2 separate regions of the Rattus norvegicus genome follow, and region 1 is linked to region 2. The links are chromatin contacts, called in public Hi-C maps. All regions are on one chromosome and are shown on one strand. The core of a region is the stretch at or near the end of the contact, and the rest is flanking DNA. Distances in the headings are between cores, read along the strand shown. Region 1 has its middle 160 kb from the start of Ppp1r3b. Region 2 has its middle 25 kb from the start of Eri1.

What was found. Hi-C and Micro-C count contacts between places; a contact is called where the count stands out from the background.
Region 1: a Hi-C map of liver shows a contact between it and region 2, with 5 times the contacts expected there. The contact joins two enhancer-like sites. A contact is called at or near these places in 2 of 12 Hi-C or Micro-C datasets (both in liver).

Annotation. Positions count from the first base shown.
Region 1 is chr16:63,707,380-63,710,360 of GRCr8, forward strand. No RefSeq gene overlaps it. Among named protein-coding and RNA genes, the nearest start is that of Ppp1r3b, 160 kb to the left of the region's middle. Within about 2 kb of position 1,507, at least 16 of the 93 cell types and tissues checked have an H3K27ac peak or open chromatin away from gene starts, as enhancers often do. A contact at or near this core is called in liver, where this site is marked.
Region 2 is chr16:63,451,166-63,454,159 of GRCr8, forward strand. No RefSeq gene overlaps it. Among named protein-coding and RNA genes, the nearest start is that of Eri1, 25 kb to the left of the region's middle. Within about 2 kb of position 1,511, at least 1 of the 93 cell types and tissues checked has an H3K27ac peak or open chromatin away from gene starts, as enhancers often do. A contact at or near this core is called in liver, where this site is marked.

The sequences.
Region 1 (2,981 bases), core at 257-2,756, 260 kb after region 2:
AGGGCCTGAGCACAGTAGCCACTTAAAAATGATGAATGAGTGGATGGATACGTGACTTGGAACCAATCTTGGAAGGCTCCGGGAGCCCGGCAGAGTGATTGGGTACGGTGTTCAGGGATGTCCACTGTGGGGTCTTCAAAATGATCTGGCGGAGGGCAGGGAGAAAACAGAACTCCTGTTCACGTTTGCTTGTCACAGATGATCCATGCAAAGTAGGCCTTCCTTGTAATTCACACGAGCTGATAGACGCGCATATTTAACCTATAAATAACCGATGTGTGTGCTTAAAATGCAGACCTCAATTATAAACAAAGGGGAATGCATTCAAAGAGTCTAAACAGAGAAAGCATGAACAAATGAAGGAGTGCGAGAATTAGTCTTGCGGACAAGGAGAGAAGGACATCAGTCTTGAATGGAGCACTAAAGAGGGTCCTACATAAGGAGTGAGAGACTAGACAAGTGTTGGGCAATAGGACAAGGTTCCCCTCATGAAGACCTACCAAGGGACTTCTGTTACTGTCTCCAGGAGTATTAAGGTAGGGGTCAGCAATTAGGAGACTCTCAGGTGCCGGTACCAAACGGAAAAGAAGCTGAGCTCAGAGAACAGAGCAGACTGCCTTACCAGAGGCTTACGCTCTACTGTGTCCTTTTAGAACTGTTCCCTTCTTGTTTGAAGGGCAACAAACCAGGACTGTGCATCAGGCCAGACCAGCAGCAGCATGCAACTTCTTAGAAAAGTCTATTTATAGCCTGGAGTTATTGCAGCACACTGCGCTGCTGCCCTGTAGGTGGCCTGCCAGGTGGTGCGAGCTACTGCCGGGTGAGTGACCATCTTCTGGCTGCTTCCTGTTAGTTTAGGGAGCAACAAAGCAGGTGGATTTGTTTGTCCATTGAGCAACCTGCCCAGGCCCTCCCTGCCTAGCCTGACTTGCTCCCTTTTAAACATTAACCATTTCCTAAAACCCGTGTTTTATGCTCAATGCCAGAGCTGGGGGTGGGGCAGAAGAGAAGGCAGAGAGGGGAAAAAGAAAGAAGGGAGAAAGAGTCTCTAACAATAGGTCATCCACTTCATAGCATCTGTTATAAGTGTCCCCTGGGCTCTGGGAGCTGGGGACACCATCTCCATCCTCAGGAACTGACCCCTGGTAAAGGAAACACAACAGAGCTAGCCGGAAAAAGAGTGGAGGCGTGTCCACTGCTGGATCTGGGCCCTCTTTGAAGCTGCTACTCTTCCAAAGGTTTAGTGGAGACAGAGAAATAGAGAAATCTGAAAGCCACCAGGATCCCTGATCCCAGGGCAGTGGAGCTTAAACTTTAGTAAACAAAGTTGACTCAGTGGAGCGAATGGCTTTGGGGTTGCTCAGTTGGTAGGACAAGGCCAAGAGTCTTTCCTTTGAGGTAGAGACACAGGTTTTTCTTTTGCTTGCATTGTCCAGCTCTCTGAGGGATTCCAAGGCAAGTGGTCGTGATCACAAGGGGGCGCTGCACTTCCAACGCTGGAGGACAGGCGTTGGCAACCTCAGGGACAGAGGACAGGAAGCAGGAGGCTGGAGAGGATTTAGACACAGGAAGCGGGAAAGAGACAAACCCCAGGCTGCAAACTAGAAACAGCCATCACCAGAGGCCCTGGGGTCATGCAGCTGGCTGCTGTCTGTGGTTTAGCCCGGTTCCTGGTCCTTAGCATGAAAACTACGACTTAGCTTAAAAGTGTGCAGTTATCTGAAGGCGGAGTCGCTAGACTGAGCTTGAACAGAAACGCTTCCTTTCGGGGTCAGCCTCTCCTTGGTCACGCCTCCCCTTTCTTCCAGACCTCCTGGTTGTAGTCTATTGCTGATCTCCTGATTCCAGAGTAACTAAAACCCAAGGGGATGGGAAGAGAAGATGAATTATCTTGGCGCTGTCTTCCACGGCTTCCGTGGCTCTTGGCAGCTCTGTAGTCATTACTCAAAGGCTAGACATCCAGCTAGCCGCTGCCTGCTTCCATGAAGAGGCGCTCCGGTGGCCACTAGTGACCTCCGCCTTGTCAACTTTAGATTTTGCCCCATCCTCAGCGCATCAAGACAAGTTCCTCTTAACACTGAACTCAGACGCATCGTTTCCCTTGGGACCTGTGCAGTCCAACCCTAGCATCACCCTTTAGCACCTGTTGCATGTGGCTAAGCCCCGCGCCACCGTTTCTAAGGTGTACTTTCCCACATTCCTCTCTCGGCCTTCCTCACCCCTGCCTGTGAGTTCCTTCCCTCACGAATCCTTCCTTTCCATTCTTTCATTTGAAGATCCTACCTCATTCCCCCCCCCCCCGTTGAGAGTCTTGACCTGGCGTGAGTGATGTTTATGCAGATGAGTTCCACCCATTCCATTCCAAGTTCGTGGGGAAGAAAGGTCTCACATACGTCTTTTGAGCCTAATGGTTAGGAACCCAACTAGCCTGAGTCCGGCTCGCAGCTCTGCGGCTCTCATGCTCCAACTCTGGGGCCCGTCTGCTCTGAGCCCTTCCAGCTCTGCTGCCACGGGCAGGTTTCGTCACCCATCTAAGTCTCCATGTCCTCACCTATAAAGTGGAAATGGAACCATACTTACTGTTCCGGGTAAATAAGCTAAGGCTTGTCCAGCATATCAAGCATAGCCGTCTGTGAATGTTTGCCCTTCTCGTTATGAATATTTATATCCTCACTTTTACTCTAATCCCTACGGGTTTAGTCTAGTAGACGCTAATAATGTTTATTGAATTAGCAATTAAGATATATAACTGCACCCATACATTACGACATCTTAAGAAGGCATGGGCAACTCAATATATCCATTCATACATAAATGTTTTATGCCGTTTCCTGTCTATGAGGATTTGCTTAGAGAGGAATTAATCTAAATAAGCTCGCTGGCCTCCTCACTCACGCCCCTCTCCCTTTGTGCCTGTCCTTCAAACTGCTTTCCTCGCCTCTGTGCCCAAGCTTGTACTGGCTGTCCTGCTGCTAAAGAGG
Region 2 (2,994 bases), core at 261-2,760:
ATCACCTGCTCTAGTATACATCCTTAGCATAGCACATCCTCAACCATCACTAAGTTTAATTGGACTTTGTCTCACTCTCTTAGTCCCTTTTATGATGTTGACACTGTACCACACACTAGGCCTTTATAGAGGACAGGTTGGTTTCTCCGTGTTTTGAATGCGGGAAAGGCCAATGTCCAAGTAGTATATTTGGTAAGGGTCTTGCACACGGTGATGTAGAGAAAATGGTGGCTAGAAAATGTAAAAGCACACCAGCTTCGATATCTCCACCCATAAAACAACCAGTTTTGTCATGCAGGCCCACCCTTATAACCTTATATGACTCCAGTTATCTTCCAAAGGCTCTACTTTTCAATACCATCAATGTAGGAATTTGAAGTGTTTCCAAGACAAGAGCTATGGGCTCTTCAAACCAGTGCCGTGTTCTAGTTGGATTTCTCTGTTGATGTGATAAATACCACTGCCAACGTCAGTGGGGAAGTGGGGGAGGTATTATATCTTAGGAGGCAGTGCAGGAACTCCAGCAGAGGCAGGGAGCTTGAGGAAAGCTGCTTAATGGTAGCATTGCCCACAATGGGCTGCACCTTCCTACATCAGTTACCAATCGAGTAAATGCCTCAGAGATGCCCACTGGCCAGTCTATCTAGGCATTTTCCCCATTGATAATCCCTTATAACTGGGCTGTGGTAAGATGACAGTTGAAGCTAACTAGGAGACACTGTCCATCCCTACCTGTTCCTCTCATAGATCCATCTAAAGCATTACTCTGCACTGTGTCTCAGAAGCTTACATTTTCACAAGACAAAAGTCAAGTCTCTGGCATTCAGAGCCTCCAATCTGCTTTCTTACACTTTGTAGGTTTGAAAGTGCCTATCTGCCCTGGGCTAATCATGACACGCTCCTACTTTTGTCCCCAGAAAGTAGTCTGTCAAGCTTGGTCTCTTGCTTGGGCTTTTAAGAACTGGCTTTGAGCCTAGCCTTAGGAGTCTTCCCCTGACTTTAGAAATGTCTTTTGTTGTGTTTTCTGTGCCCGCTGGGCCCTTGGTTCACGATTTTGTCCATGTAGGTTCTTGTACATTGTGCAATGTGCAATGTATCCTTGGAAATAGGTGAAATTATTCCTTTAGGTCCGTATCTCTTCCTGAACTGGAAAAGTTGGTGGCTTATAGTGGCTGCCTGGGTAGAGTTCTATTTTCTTGTTCCTACGAACCCTGAATCTCAGCGTTAGAAATGTTTAATCCTTTCAATACTTGGCTTTCCCTCTAGGTGCCAGGAGAAGCAAACAAATGTTAAGTTCATACCTAGTCTGTCTGCATTGCTGGTTTTAAAAACTCTCAAGTATTTTTGACCTTGAGAAGGTCATTCATTGCTTGGCTTCTGTTTTAGAGTAGTAATCCTTCAACTTTTTTGTTTGCATAAGTACTTTTTGAAAATTTAGGAGGAAGCTAATTCCATTTGCACAGTTTTGTTTGGTTTTGGTTTGAGACAGGATCTCACCATGCAGTCCTGACTGGCCTGGAACTTGCTATGTATTGTCAGGATGGCCTTGGCTTTCTGGAAATCCACCTGCCTCTTGTTAGTGATGGGGTTAAACGTGTAAGCCACCACACCTGGTTCCCTTGCACATTAACTTTCCCCGGGTTGTTGTCAATAGAGAGACTACTCACCTTAGTATAAATGTTCACATTTCACTTTTAAATGCTATAGAAAGTAATGACATCCATATAGAAAATGCATAGAAAGGATCTGGAGGATGGCTTAGTGGTTAAGGGTAACCATGTTGGGTGGCCCACAAATGCTTGTAAAATGCCTGTAACATGCCTTAAGGATTCTGAGACCATTTCTGACTTTCGTGGACAACTGCATTCACATGCACAGATGTACTCAAATACCCCTAAATGGATAGAGTTTTAAAGTATGCCTTTTTTTCTTCAATTACAGTTATTTCAACTCCTCCTTTTAAGATCTTCTAATACAGTAAAAACAATAAAATGCCCATGTTGGGCTCAAAAGGTTGATGGAAATGCAGTGTCATATTAGTACAAATGAAAGAAACATTTTACATTATGCTGTCCTACAAGAAAGAAAAGCCACGAGACATAGATGTTGACCATTCCCTCCACTTGGGAAGTCCTAAGGATTCTCTGTACTGTGGCTTTACTGATGCTCAACTCCGGAGTCTGAGGATGGTGGCTGGGCTGGAGGGCAGGAGCTGTTCCCGTTGGACCTGTTGATCCTGTCCTTGTATTTTACTGCATATAATTGTGCTTGAAAGCCACAGAAGTACTTAAACATTTTTGTTGTTAAGGCAATGTAAAATATGAAAAAATCCTTTTTGGCATGATTCTGGGGACTGGACTCAGGGTCTCATGCATGACTCCAGTTAAGCATTCTACCACTAAGCTATATCCATGAAAGAGCACCTAGTGGTCTATGACTGAGCTTTAAAACTTGTTAAAGAGGAGGGATGGAAGTAACTTTAAGGGCCATTTTATTCAGTTTCTTAAATCCCATGCCAAAGATTACGTTGTGATCTATTTACAGAACTTGGGTTTTAAAAAGTCATTGGCTAATAATGGTTAGCTTCTTGGTCTCTTGTTGAAAACAATTAGTTGTTGGGTTATATGACTGTTAGAAGTATTTGCTATGTAGATTTATATATTTTATATTTATATATTTGGGAAAGCAAATCCAAACCAGTGCTTAAGTTCATATTAATTGGATCTACTGGTTCTTAGGGCTTCAAATTATTTTTACAATACTATGTAGCTCTGGCTTTATGTATGGCAAATAAATATCCATCATGTAACAAGATCAAGTGAAGTCATTCTCATTAACTCAACCAAATCAGTCTGATTCTGTCTGAAAAGGTGACTTGTAAGTTAAATGCTAATAAATTCTAAAAACATGAAAACCATCAATATAGGTAAAAGTCTCAAGGCCTACATGATGTTCAAAACTATCAATAACTCCAGGTCCAGGGTACTCAATGCA